Linked DNA regions of Macaca mulatta: all the other regions are linked to region 1. The links are chromatin contacts, called in public Hi-C maps. All regions are on one chromosome and are shown on one strand. Each heading gives the region's core, a stretch centred on a gene start, on an enhancer-like site or on the middle of the called end of the contact. The rest is flanking DNA. Distances are from core to core; before and after follow the strand shown.

Region 1 (4,932 bases), core at 954-3,453:
CCCAAGTTGGCCACAGGTGAAACTTAGTGGTAGCATTGCTCACATTGTTCTATTGAAAAAAAAAAAAAGGCAAAATAACAGTAGGAATCATGAACTTTATTCTGAACAATAATGACTTCCAAATAGACTGGATGGGTTCTTGCTGTTACCTAATGTGCATGCCTGTGTGTGAATGGTTTTGTGCGTTTGAGTGTGTGTGTACTTGGGAAATGAAGAAGGGTAGTTTATTCTGACCTCCATTATAGCTTTCCAAACATCACATGACTAACCATATGAATACTTTTGGTAGAGATAAAAGAAAGTTTCTCTTCTTTCATCCTTCTTGTGTGCATATGCATGTATAACTACTGAGGTCTTCAGTTTATTCAAAATCAAATTTAAGGTCGATGGATGTAAGATGTGTCCTTTTTTAATGTCCAGAATATGACAAAGTGAAAAAGGATTTCTAAAATGGCAAACCTTATTTAGTCCTTTGATGACAAGCTGGGGACTGCTAACACCTTCCATGTGCCAATAAAATCATTTGGGATGACTAACAGATAATGGAAATTATAATAAATCAAAATATATTTTATCTCTTTGATAAGTGATACATCAAAACTAGATAGTTAATTTGTGTTTGGGTCAGTGAAACAAATGGCCAAAAGGGTAATGACCCTATGAAATATTATTGATCACCCTAAAACTATACTGAAAAGAATAGAATCAGAAGAAACTAGCACTGGAGGCAAATTATTCTGAGCTATTCAACTTCTTACAGGTTGAGGCTCATTTTAAAAAATGGCATTTATATAGCACACTGAGGTAAATGGACAAAGTTCCTGGGTTTCGGCTGCCCTAGGTTCACTGGGCCACCCTAGAGCCGGAGATCAATATGTCACCATACTAAATACAAGTTGTAGTGTTCAACCTTGGGGTCACACTGGAATCACTCAGGAAGTTAAAAACATATATTGAATCTGCCCACCTGCCCCCAACCCCAAATAAATCTGTGTTTTATTTTGTTGGTCTGGCATACACACTGGGCATCACGACTTTTCAAAACTCCCAAGCGACTCTAAGGCATAACCAGGGTTAAGAACCACTGCATTGGAAGGTAGTCAAGGAAACTTTTAAAAACTTAGGCTCATCTAGTTTCCCAGCTCGGAACACAGATATGAAGGTTTGGTGGTTTTCTTTGTTGTTGTTGTCAATTCAGGGAAGTATAATGAGAAAAAAACAAAATTGCAAAGTTCAAAATATGAAAGTGAAAACTCTCCATCTCCTCCCAAAGCAACCACTATTGTTTCTTTTGAGTTTTCCAGAAAAAGTTTATATACATACCTGCATGTTTGTATTTCAAAACATAATTTTTGTTTACATTAAAGACAGCACACCGCATATAGTATTCCATGCTTTGCCTTTAATATTCATTACATCATGCACCTGTCCTTTGAGTATACAGTACACAGCCACGAAGTAATACACGTCTGTACTGTTGTGCTGTGTTTTATTGAACCATTCCTCCGTGTTATCACTTTAGTTATTCTGATTATTTCATTGCAAAAAAAATCCTTTTTTTTTTTTGAGATGGAGTTTCGCTCCTGTTGTCCAGGCTGGAGTGCAACGGCGCCATCTCGGCTCACCGCAACCTCTGCCTCCTGGGTTCAAAGCTCTTCTCCTGCCTCAGCCTCCCGAGTACCTGGGATTACAGGCATGGGCCACTACACCCGGCTAATTTTATGTTTTTAGTAGAGACGGGGTTTCTCCATGTTGGTCAGGCTGGTCTGAAACTCCCGACCTCAGGTGATCCGCCCGCCTCGGCCTCCCAAAGTACTGGGATTACAGGCATGAGCCACCACGCCCTGCCTTAACATCTTTATACATGGATTACAAGCATCGCGAAGACCTGCAAATATTTGTATAGGGTAAATTCCTGAACGAAATCGCTGGGCGCATCAAAAATTTGAATAAATGTAATGAGACCAACAAACATCTAAAAAGTAAACTGATGCTATCCACATTTGTCAAGCACACGAGTAGGCCTGCCCGTTTGAAGGTCCTGGCTAGGCGCTGTTGGCCAGCGATCTCTATCAACCAGGGTCAGGGTCATCTGCCGGCAATACCATAGAGGCGGTCCTGGGGGCGGGCCTTCTCCGTTCACGTGGATGACCTTGCCCCGCCCCGTCGAGGCGCCGCGCGAGTCTGGAGCTCTGGCTCGCGCAGTAGCGTCACGCGGAGGCGGAGCGAGGACTCGGGGACAGTAAGTTCTGTTCTCGCCGCGCTGGGGGCGGGCTCGCGGGACCAGCTGCTTCCGGCTGGGCCGCGGGCGTGGACTCGGCATTCCGGCTGTGGCGGGGTTGCTGGCCTGTGGCCTTTGCTCCGGGCCGCTGCGAGGCCTGAGGCCTCCTGGGTTTCGGTTCAGCGTTAACTGTTAACCCGCCAGGGCGGGCTTCCGCCCAGGCACCGGAGACCCACTGAGCTTGTTCACCTTGAAACTTGGGCTACACCTGAGACCTGCCACCTCAGGGGGGTATGCGGGTCGTTCTAACAAGCTTTCATGGCATTCGTGCGCTCTAAAGTATAGAAGCTGCTCCAGGCTACCGCAGCCCCGGCCGTCCTGGAGATACTCTCTCCTGGAGTCTGTAGTGGAGAATTTACAGCACCTGGACAGCCACGTGCAGTCTCCGAACTGCAGGCCGTCTTTACCGAAATGTTAAACACAGCTTGAAGTTAGGCAGGATAACTGCCGGAGCTGGATGGACCTTAGAGGTGCCAGCTAACGCGCTTTGAGCTTTTTCTGCGTTAGGCCTGCTCTAAACATTTGACGTGTGTTAAAGCATTTATGTGCTTTACCCTATGTGCACCCTGATGTTGCGGGCCCTTCTTACAGTAAAAGAACTGCAGCACAGCGAAATTAAGCAACTTGCCCCAAATCACGCAGAACTGGGATGCAAACCCAGGTCTAGCTCACTCGTGATCACATCTTTGGTGACATATATAAATATCAGTACTATATATATCACCATTTTTTTTGCTTTGCTAAAATTTTGCTTTGCTAAAAGGTTTTTGTGTCTTCAGGGTAGTTTACTTGCAAGCCCCATGTTTTTATTAAAAAAAGTGGGTGCTACCTGAATAAAACTAATGCCTACCCCTTGGTGGTTTTGTGAAGACTGATGAACTATTATATTCAAAGGGTCCAAGCAGTAAGCATTTACTGAAGGACAGCTAGTTTTAGCCATTATTATTCTGCCATTCAGAAACTACTAAGACATTTTTCTTCCCTGCACCTAAAAGCAAGGGTGTCAAATTTGAGATAAGCATTCTGATAACGTGTAGGCAAAGTTTCCAGACTTAGTAAAAGCACCTTAGTCATGGCTCAAGAGGAGTGACAAGTAAGTACGTTTCACTTCGTGTCTCTTTTATCTCCAGCGTCTTGTGGAAATTTGAGTTACACTAAATATTTTTAAAAATTCAACTTGAATTTATTTCCTGTGTCGGAAAGGGATCTAATAGTGACCGAGTATCCATTCAGCTGATTTGTAATTTTATATGGAGTTAGCACCTTTAGAAACCAATTTTAGGGACAGGCCAAAACTTTTTCTCGATGAGAACATGGAACACAACAACTAAATTTTTCAGGGGGAAGTTTTCATCTAGCCCCCAAACTGGATGAGTCCTTTAATTTTCTGTTTCATTCGGTTAAGATTCCACTATCTTAAAGTAGACTTAAAATCGAAATACATTGGGAGTTTATGAATAGTTCATCAAAATAACGATAATTAAGGTGAACACATGGGCTTTTCCTGTTGTCTGAATGGTTCATGATATTCACAATAGTAAGAATAATATGGGTGTTAAATGTAAAAAGTCATCAGATATTATAAATGGTACCATTTAAGATACATAGAGGAAACTATTATTTGACATATAAAATAATACTTTCTAAGCAAAATGCAAGGCCGTAATCATAGTTCTCTGAAGCCTTTATCGTTTAGCCCCAGTCTTCTCTGCTCCTTTTTTATCAGCCCCTTCAAAGTTCACCAGTTTTTCGGGTTGGAGGCAAACCTTGCAAAGACTGTAAGTTTGTAGTGACTCAAATTTGAGAAAGGCCTGTATTTGGTTCTCATTTATTTGGGAGTTGGGAAAACATAATTAACTTTTGATATTATACTACATCTCTTGTATTTCATTACTTTTTGATAGTACTTTTCTATTTTTTGCCTGGAAGGAAAAAAAAAGAACTATTCATTCCTCCTTTGGTGCCAAGTTTTGAAATTAGCTGTACAAAAGTCTCAAAATAGTTCATTCATGATCTATGCACAGGCACATTCTCTGAGGATAGAAAGGGCAATTTTATTCCATTTTTCTTGGGTTTGGGGTCATTTGCTACATAAATATAAATTAGGATACAACTTAAGTCTTGAAAAGAGTAATTTTAAATATAAGAAATAAGTATTTTTAAACATTTAAGAAATATTTATCTCCTTGCTTTTCTTTATATATTTACCCTATAGTACATATATCCATGAATAATATACTGTTTGGTTTTGCCACTTTTGTGATAAAAATGGAAACATCCTCTGACTTTTTAAATTTTTCACTTGCAATTATGTTTTTTGAAATTAATCCAACTTGATGTAGAGATACATTTTTCACTGCTGTACAGCATTCCATTGAACATACACACATTCCTTTCTACTGTTGATGGGTTTTGTGTTGTTTTTGTTTTTTGCTGTTATAACTATTCTTGTGTATGTTTCCTGGTATATCTGTGTGCATTTCTGTGGCATATACCCAAAGTGGGATTATTATTATTATGTTTAACTTTACTAGGTAATGCCAAACTGTGGTAGCACAAATTTATGTTATCACTAGCAGTTCCGTATTTTCACCAATACTTGGTATAATTTTTTGTCAGCCTGGTGGATAGAAAATAGTATCACATTAATG
Region 2 (4,932 bases), core at 1,208-3,707, 86 kb before region 1:
TCTCAATCAGTAGAGGTTTATCGAGTCACACTTTGAGGACGCTCCTGGGGAAAAACAAGCCCACAGAAGCATCTGTGACCCGCACTTTCCAAAGAGGGCTTTGGGAACTCAGTATTCTAGGGGAGAGCATACAGGAGTGAAAAACGGTGGGAGGGAAGTAGGCAGTGAGGCAAATGGTTACATTCTCCTGAGTAGCTTTTCTGATAGCATAGTTACTGATTAGCAAAAATGTTATATGTTCACAAAAGAGTAATCAAAACAATGAGGGAACCTGAAATTATGAGAACTAGCTGAAGAAACTGGGGACTAGGGAAAAAATAAATGGTGGAGAGGGAGTGAGGGGAAGGACTGTTGAAAGGGAGAGATTATCCATGTAAAAGTGAAGAAAAATGAACTAATGAATGGTTAAAAATAGAGGAAGATTAACTTCAACTTAAAATAGGAACTTTTAATGAGACCTATTTAAAGTGGAATGAGGCGTTCAGTGGAAGTGCTTCCCATCGCTGGAGATGAAAAAGCACAGGCTGAACAATCCACTCAGCAGGAATGATTTAGGATAAACTGAATGTCAGATGGGAAGTAGGACTAGAAGCCTCTTAGATTCTTCCAGCACAATGTCTCTAAGGCTCTAAAATATCTGTCTTGCTCCAAATCACTGCAGCACCTGCTCCTATTGACACTGCCAAGGGGAGAAAGAAAAAAAGATGTATTCTTGTAATTCTGTCATCAGAGTACATATCCTGTGGAAACAAGGCTGTAGAGAGTAAGTACAGTTTATGGAATCAGACACAAAGTTAAATATAACTTTTATGAATTCAAATGTCAGTCAATATTGTCACCATGGTAGAAAATACATCCTACATTCCAAATAAATTCGAAACAAATTTGTGTTTATGAGGGAGTCCACTGGTATCACCTTCCACGCTGTATTATTATTTCATGTATGCTAGGTTTTGCTTCCCTGAAGTCTAACCTCGTGTAAACCGAGACTATTGTTTAGGTTTTTTTTTTTTTTTTTTTTTTTTTTTTGAGACAGAGTTTTGCTCTTGTTGCCCAGGCTGGAGTGCATTGGTGTGATCTCGGCTCACTGCAACCTCCGCCTTCTGGGTTCAAGCGATTCTCCTGCCTCAGCCTCCCGAGTAGCTGGGATTACAGGCGCCCGCCACCACGCCCGGTATTTTGTGTATTTTTCGTAAAGACGGGGTTTCACCATGTTGGCCAGGCTGGTCTCAAACTCCTGACCTTAGGTGATCCGTCCGTCTCGGCCTTCCAAAGTGCTGGGATTACAGGCGTGAGCCACCGCGCCCAACACTGTTTACGTTTTTGTGTGACCCGCAGATCTTTATCACGCTGCTTGAGTAACAATTCTGCTACACTAACAGATAAACTCAGTAGACTGGCAAGAAATTTTGTAATTAACTGCAGACAGAGCATTTAGTGAGTTACGGCACAGACTCTTCAATTTTCAGTCGTGCTCTGACTGGCTCCCTGTGTAAACTCAGGTCAGTCATTTAACCTCTCTAAGCCTGTTTTCCTATCTGCAATATAGTGAAAGTGAGGATCATGGAAAATATTCCATATAAAAGTACCTGGCATGCAGTAGATGCTCAGTAAATGCTTAGTGTAACGCTCAGCACCTAAGTGTCATGTGAGTATTAAATAAATCTGTTCCTTATTACAATTATCTTATGCAAAAAAAAACCTGCCAGATACTAGCATTCAGTTGAATTATGTTAAGTAAGTAGTACAACTCCTCTTTTTACTATCAGAATATTAAAACTACTAGTGTGATGTGCAAATTATATACTCGAAACTAGATACTGAAATTGGAATTTGGCTTTGGGACAGAAATCTTCTTCTTCCAGAACTCTCCAAAGGAATTCAACAGTCAAAAGAGACCGGTTTTTATTCTGCAGCAAAACAATGATATTCTGAACCTACGCCAACTAACTGAATACGTCGCAGAGCCCATTTCCCCCTCCAGTTTCCCTTGTCTCCTTTGCTCTCTGAAGGCAAGGAACAGCTATGCTTTCCCCCGCCTACAGCCTGAAACTTCTTACTAGGCCCCGCTCCTCGTCCCATGAGAGCACAGTAAATCCTGACTGCACAGGGTAAGAGAAGCTATAAGATGAGACAGACTAGAGATTTCTCTGGGAAGGTATTCGAGGGGCTCTAAGGTATTCACGGCGCACCTGAGGCGGTCCACCCAGAGGCCCCACAAGGAACCGCCCTATTGAACTTAAGTGACAGCCGCGCCGCCACCTCATCGCCGCCCAGTTCACGCTCTCGCCGAACACTCAGTCACGCTTGCGCGGCCCAAAACGAACAGCCCCGGCCCCGATCCTTTCTTTCGCTAAGTACCATTTCAATCGCCTTTATGATCCCTTGTGCAAAAGCGACAGAGATCCGAACCCACCTGGGACAGATGCTCCTCTTCTACAAATGCCGAGTCTGCAATGAGAGCGCATGCGCCTTTCCCAGGCATCATTCACGTGACTGGAAGTGGCTGGGTTCTGATTTGCTCGGTATTTGATTAAAAAGCCTTAATGTGGGTAAAAGCGGAGATTTCTCTGTTGCGCATGTGCGCGCTCTCAGCCTGATGGGAGTTGTAGTTCTGCGGGTGAAGCCCGACGTTACTATCAAGAAACCAAACTGCAAGCTCTGGGAGTTGTTCGCTGTCCCTACCCTGCTCTGCCAGGGAGAGAACGCCAGAGGGAGGCGGCTGGCCCGGCGACAGGCTCTCAAAACCGCTACCAGCGATGCTACTGCTGTGGGTGTCGCTGGTCGCAGTCTCGGCGCTAGCGGTACAGGCCCCCGGAGCAGGGGAGCAGAGGCGGGGAGCAGCCAAAGTGCCCAACGTGGTGCTGGTCGTAAGCGACTCCTTTGTAAGTACCGCGAGGCAGGGGAGGGGCCCCCGCTAGGGACCGGAGACCTCCCCGCCGCCGCCTGTGCTGCAAGCTTTGGGTAGCAGAACCTGAGACATTTTCAAACACCTTTCACCCCGATGCAAAGAAAGAAATACATTTTATGTGAGGCCCCGTGTACTCACAAGCACACCACATACCTATGCAGGCATGTAAAACAATAGTGAAATACTGAAAACATCTTTGCAGATTTTTTTTTTAATAGTGACCTCGATTCGCTAAATTATTTTACCACTACTAATGAACTTTCAGTCCATACCCCGGTTTGGTTTAATTGTGTGGTAAAATAACATTCTGCATCTCCATAAAAGCGTGTAAGCTTTCCAAAAGTCATTTCCCAGTTCACCTCAGGTTTGCAGGAATTCATGTTTGGGTGAGAAGTGAAGAAAGTTTATTTTTATTATCCAGGTTTGTGATAATCCTGTTAGTGCTGATTCAAATGGAGTCGTTGGTATAACTTGATTCACTCCCCCGTATTCCAGAAAAATTTTGCGTGTGTGTGTGTGTTGGTAATGTGGCCGAATCCCAAACTTAAACAGTTTCTGAAACTTTCCCAAGCCAAAGGTGCTACTGTCAACCTTACCGAAGCTTTTAGGATGATACATGTTTTAAAAAGTGCTGCTTAGACAATTGTTTGGTTATTAATTGTAATATTAGTTTATTATCACTCGGTGTTACTGTGGTCACACAGAGGTTGGTGTTAAGCATATCTGGCACTAAAGAGTGTTTGCAATCATATGTTGTATTCCCTTTCTCATAGATTAACCCGTGATGATTAAAATTGCATAGTCTGGATGTGCCCATGAGATTTTTTGAAAATATTAAAGTTATCTTTGTGATTTAAACTTAGAGAATGGGCGGTACTGGAAATTGACTAGATGGCATTTTATTACAGAGTGATCTTGTAATCAAAGACAAATGAAGGAAGCAGGATTGTGCAGAGGAGAAGCTGAATTTTGTTGCTATCTTATTATGACAGTTCTCAAAACTAATATGGTGCTTCAGAGCTGCTTTCCAGTTGGAGTGAGGGGAACAGACCTTTCTACCTGCATGTTGGATGGCCACTGATTGTGGGCTGCTCCTAGAATGGGGCATGATGTTGGGCAAAGCAGCTGTCTTCAGCAGAGGCAATTGTTCATTCCTAAAAGGGAATTCGGATGTGGATCACAACATCCCAGAAACTTCTAAAGATGACTGAGATATTTAGGTTTGTTACTTCTTTAGTATAGTATGAATGCATAGATTTTTCTATATTTGCTTACATTTTTGGCATTCACATACTTGTTAGTATTCAAAGTGTCCTATCTTTGGCCAGTGGAAGCCCCTTCAGGTGGTTCTGAGTCCTTTTGACCCATCCCCATTAGTATTTGACAGCTTGCTTTAACAGAGTTCAGTGTCCACAATGCGTATTTCCTGCCCCATCTTGTATTTAGAGACCACAATCTGAGTGTTAGGGTTTTCATTGCATCTAGACCTTTCCAGTGGACAAATCTAGAAAGTACATATATTTTAGAAAGAGAAAAATAAATTGTGAGATTATACTGATACTTTCCATTCAAATTTATGAGTTCATTCTTTAATTTTTATACTTATATCTTTTTTGTCTTATGCCAAATATTTTGGTCTAAACACATTAATACAATTACTTATTTGCTTTTTCCAAACATATAATATGTATATATCAATGTGTTTGAAAATAAGACAGTAATATTACTAGAAATAATGCTAGTCCTGAGTGGAGCTTACAGTTTCTTTGAAGTTTTTGTTTTAGGTGTATTCAACTATATAGTGAAAAGATTGGTCTTTAAACTTAAAATAATTCCTCTGTCTATGATTATGCCAGTTTGGTATGCTGTTAGATTCTTGACACTGATTTATCATTTCTAAAACTCTACAGGCTAAGCTAGAGCAGTTCAGCTGATAATAATTGTAGGAAGAAGATAGCACATTTGTTTTACATTCAGGATAACAACGCAAGAGCTTTGCAGACCGACTCCCAAGAAAACAA
Region 3 (4,932 bases), core at 1,059-3,558, 80 kb after region 1:
TTTTTGTGATTTGCAACTGGCTGATTCCACGTAGCACAAGGTCCTCAAGGTTCATCCATGTTGTAGTTTATGAAGGAATTTTCTGCTTTTTTAAAGGCTAATCGTCCATTACATGTGTATACCACATTTTCTTTATCCATTCATCCATTCTAGTGTCTTTGTTTTTGACTTATGGGTTTCTGGAAGAGACTGATGAGAAAATATATTTTCCATTAACCCAAGAGAAAAAGTGATCCTGAATGCTGGAATTTTTAAGGATGGTTTAGGTTCTAGAGACTAAAAGAGAAATCAGAAAATGCAAAGGGAAATTAGATTTAAAAAAATTAGTGACCACATAAAGAATGTCTGCTATTATATCTTCTCTGAGCACGAGAAACTACTAAACTACTTTCAACCGAGCAATAAGGGCCCATAATAAAAAGCTGTTACCCTAGTTTTTTACTACCCTACTCAATACCCCTTCTTTCATACCCTCAAAATAGCTCAGTTGAGAAAAGAAACAGTCCAATTTTACAGAAGGGAAAAATAAATAGATAAAAGGATAAGCAAGAACTCTTTTTAAGACGGAGTAAGGTACTGGTTAGAATTTTAATACTGTATGGAGGAGTCTAACCCCAGAGTAATCCCTGGCCCATTTTGGTGTAAGTGGATCCCAGTGTTCGTTTGTATTGAGGTAGTTTGAAGCACGCTAGGGATATTCATAGCCTTTACTTCAGTGCATTATTATGAAAGAATCTAAAGTATCTTTGCATTTACATGATTATGTTTTCAGTTGGTCTGCGGAGCTATTATTAAATATGTGTCCATAATGTGTACAGAAAAATCTCCAAGTAAACTAGCATTTAACTCACCAACACATTAAACCCCCATACATAACTTCCTTTAAAAACGATCACACTAAAAATCCCAGCATTTAAAATCCTGAAGTTTTCGCTAAAATACGCTAAATAAAGCTCGAAATAGTAAATAATCCCCCCAAGGCGACATTAGCAAATTAATTGGTGTGCGAACAAAGAACCCTTTCTGCAGTGGCATGAATGTTGTCTTTATTTTTTCTCACAAGTATGATTTTAGAAAACAGCAGTAGCGCATGTTGACAAATGACAAAGCGGCAGCCGTGGTAAAGCACTTTCGGTCAAAGCCAAGAGGGGGGAAAATCGGGTTGCTGGGGCGGCACTCGTGCTGGAATCCCTAGCTTCCCTAACCTCCTTTTTCCAGTCCGGAGTGAGCGGGGGCCCCATCGCCCCACCCCCCTTTCCTGGCTCTGGTTACGGCCTTGCGAGTTGAACAAACTTGCTGCAGGCGGATTGGCGGTCGGGAGCTCTCGGGCTGGGGCGTTGTATTTATTAATTTATATTCCGCGGCGCCCCGCGCGGGCCACTCCTTTGTGTCCGGCCGCTGCCGCGGGAGCTCCGGGGCCTCGGCGGGGAGCGCGTTCCCTGTGTCCGCCCGACCCCCGGGGCCGGCACGTGCTTCGCCCGGTCCGCCGAGGGGGCGGAGGCCCCGATCTCCCCGACCCCCCTTCTCTGCCTAGAGGAGGAGGAGGAGCAGCGGCAGCAGCAGCAGCAGGAGGCGATAGCTGCCAGCCGAGGAGGCGCGGCGGAGAGGGGACTGCGGTCAGCTGCGTCCACTCGGGGCTGCGCGGCGGTCCCGCGCCCGGCGATGTTCCCGGGCAGTCTCTGAGTAGCAGCAGCTTGCCCCCCGCCCGCTAGCCCACCCTGGTGTCCGGCTCGCTTGCTGGCTGGCGCGGCCCCGGCCCCGCTCTGCGTCGGCCCCGCCGCGGTGGAGGCGCGCGAGAGGGACGCGGCCGGGGATGAGCGGATTGCGGGTGAACTCGCCGCCCGGGGGCCCCGCGAGGCCGTAAGCCGCTGCTTTTCTCCGAGTCGCCGCCCTGCCCTTGGATTTGAGATCATGTACGTACGCGCCGCCGTCCTGCCATTGTCTCTCTCCAGCGCGTGCCGTGCGCCCCAGGGACGGGGGCTGGTGCCCATCCTAGCCGCGCGCTGTCCCCCGCACTTCCTGTTCCGAGGAGAGACCCGCGCGCTGACCGTGCTTCCCTTCTCCCCTCGCCCCCTCTCTGTCCGTGCAGGTCCATCCACATCGTGGCGCTGGGGAACGAGGGGGACGCGTTCCACCAGGACAACCGGCCGTCGGGTCTCATCCGCACTTACCTGGGGAGAAGCCCTCTGGTCTCGGGGGACGAGAGCAGCTTGTTGCTGAACGCGGCCAGCACGGTCGCGCGTCCAGTGTTCACCGAGTATCAGGCCAGTGCGTTTGGGAATGTCAAACTGGTGGTCCACGACTGTCCCGTCTGGGTAAGGAACAGCAGCTGCTCCACGCCAAGGCTGAAGAAGCTTTTCTTTCCTTTTTTGCCCCCTCCCCCTTCTGCCCACTTCCGTGAGTGTGGAGTGTTCGCGTTACATGGGTCAAATTTTTAAACATTTTTGAGAAAATATTCGGTCCTTTGTTTCACTGGGCAGGGCACAGCCCCGTCAGAGAAGACTCTTAGGAAGATAGAAGGCCCCAGTGGGAATGTGGAGCACTTACTGGTACACTTCACGACTGTGGGTTGTCCCTTGGGAGGCAGCTGACAGTTGAATGTGCCAACTCCAAGGGACGGGGTCACTAAGTTTCACCAGCAGAAAGCAGTGTTTTTTTATGCCTACCCTATGGGTGATAGTGTAATATTGGTGTTCTAAAAATACAGCCTTCTCAAAGCTCAACACAGGCAAAAATACTTTTCATTGGGACAGTTCAGAAATAGTTCCTCTGGAAAGCAGAGGAAAAGACAGGGACTGGGAGTTAATTTTAAATGACTCATTTATAGCACTATTAATTGATCTCTGAAAACTTTTAATTTTAATAATGCAAATACTCTTTATGTATTAGCCATTTGTCTTAGTGACTCATAAATCAGAAATAATATTACTAATGTTGCTTGGAAAACTTAAAAAATTAAAATTTGTAATAATTGAACAAAATTGTAGTGAAGTGGATAAATTGTAGCCCGATTCTTGAGTGTTTGATTAAGGGAGAAAGGAATTTACTTTCTGACACATATAAGTATTTTCAGTATACAATAACATTATGTTTGAATGTTTTCCTTTGGTCTTATTTGAAAATCTCTGATTCTTTACTGATATTGGAGTTACGTATGTTTCAGCTAAGTTTACATTTAATAACAGAAGAAAGTTTAGTGCCTGAAAAAATACGAATTGTCATTGTGTGAGATTTCACATTTAAACAGCAATTTTAAAAACTGAATCAGGGCTATAGGAAACTATCATGCCTTTCTAAAAAATGTGTAGAGTGTACTTGGAAAAATTTTTTATGCAAAATTCCATGTAACAGAAAGAAGATCACTCGCTTGTTTAAGTTTTCAGTTAAAGAAGAAAGTTTGTTAATTTGGTAAAATAAAAAACAGACCTTTTCAGTTAAGAGATGCTATTAAACCCCTAGTTATGACAGTGATGACGCTGGTCATAAGAAGTGTGATGGAGAGCTTACTGACCAGAGTCTATGCAGGCAAATGAAACACTTCTTTTACTTGGACTCTTTCGTCGTGAAAGATCTTACAGCCTAAAAACATAACGGTTCAACATGCAGTTGAACAAATGTTTGGTGAATAGAGTAAACGTAGGGAAAATAAAATTAGCTACATTAGGATGTTAGGATTGCTTTCCCTATATTTAATTTGAGCTGTTAACATTTTCCTGTTTATATTGTTAATTTTGCAAACAGCAATGCTTGTGATCCCATACACTTTGTCTAGTAAAATGAAATCTTCCAAATGGAGAAAATAAGCCTCTATGGTACGGATTTTTCCCATATGCTGGTTGTTATGGTTTATTTTGCTAATCACTTTTTGTTTGGTTAGACTCTGGCCCTATTTAAGGCACCAAGTTTGTAACCCGGTACAATTTGCTGGGCTATAATGATCTTCAGATATGAGATTCCATTTCTAGAGTTGCTCTTTATAAGGTGCTTTTCTTCACTTGGTGGTAAGTAAAGCCCATCAGAGATACTAAAGCTGATTGCATTAATAAACTGTTATTTGACATATTACAGAATCAGAATATTACATAGAGCAGATAAAGCACAGCCTTTGATATCAAAAGGATCTGATTTCAGATTCTCACATTGCCATTTCAGGTCTGCGTGTCCTTGTTAAATCACTTACCTTCTCAGCCTTATTTTCCCTATCTATAAAATAATCTGCCTCCTAGAGCTGTGCTGAGAAGTGAATGAGAAACTAGCACGCATCACGTTCTAAGTATAGAGGCTGACATTTAGTAGCTGCTCTATAAGTGGTAGCTAATATAAAAATAAAGTGTTTGTTATAACTTTAGTATAGTTATGTATCACTTGTATTAATACTAAGCAAAAGTAAGATTTTCGCAGGTCATTCAAGATGTATACAACTACAGTACCAGTACACTGGGGCAGCGATGTTCATTCTTCATACATGCAGCCCCACATTCAAGTAAAATAAAATAGTTTCACTGTAGAAATTCAGATTTTTTTTTTAAAGATGAGTTCAATTCTCCAAATGTGGCTCCAAGCCTTGTGTTGCATAACCCCCTAGAGGAAATCCTGGAACTGATTTACAAGTGGTAGGAGAATTTGATTTCCTTCATAATTCTGGAAATCTTTGGAGTATTTTCTCTTTGACATAGTTTGAGAAGAGATGTGTTGTTGTTGCCTTGAAGTTTAAATGAGATATCTGTCTTTCTCTTCCCTAGTTCTCTTCTGTAGATCCTTAGCCTTACCCTGGATCCTTGCCTTAAATGCTTGGAACTTTTAAAACAAATGTGCTGCAGATTCATTAGACATAGCACATTATTTAGTGTGTCTTTCTCTCTTTCCCATCTGTTTTTTTGGTGTGGTACGTTATTATTTCATTTCACGTTTCTATATCTTTTACTATTTGTT

Evidence for each region. Hi-C and Micro-C count contacts between places; a contact is called where the count stands out from the background.
Region 2: a Hi-C map of cortical neurons shows a contact between it and region 1, with 5 times the contacts expected there. The contact joins the promoter of SKIC3 here to the promoter of RFESD in region 1. A contact is called at or near these places in 2 of 14 Hi-C or Micro-C datasets (cortical neurons and fetal cortex germinal zone).
Region 3: a contact with region 1 is called in a Hi-C map of fetal cortical plate, with 2.2 times the contacts expected there. The contact joins the promoter of SPATA9 here to the promoter of RFESD in region 1. A contact is called at or near these places in 2 of 14 Hi-C or Micro-C datasets (fetal cortical plate and liver).

Annotation. Positions count from the first base shown.
Region 1 is chr6:102,014,041-102,018,972 of T2T-MMU8v2.0, forward strand. RFESD (Rieske Fe-S domain containing) reads left to right here and starts at 2,204. Exons shown (of 7, transcript XM_078004998.1): 1 at 2,204-2,242.
Region 2 is chr6:101,927,499-101,932,430 of T2T-MMU8v2.0, forward strand. SKIC3 (SKI3 subunit of superkiller complex) reads right to left here and starts at 2,458. Exons shown (of 43, transcript XM_078004994.1): 1 at 2,417-2,458. ARSK (arylsulfatase family member K) reads left to right here and starts at 2,605. Exons shown (of 9, transcript XR_003730442.2): 1 at 2,605-2,885.
Region 3 is chr6:102,094,397-102,099,328 of T2T-MMU8v2.0, forward strand. SPATA9 (spermatogenesis associated 9) reads right to left here and starts at 2,309. Exons shown (of 5, transcript XM_078004996.1): 1 at 2,172-2,309. It overlaps RHOBTB3 (Rho related BTB domain containing 3), which reads left to right and starts at 1,544. Exons shown (of 12, transcript NM_001260883.1): 1 at 1,544-1,913; 2 at 2,090-2,315. The coding sequence starts at 1,912.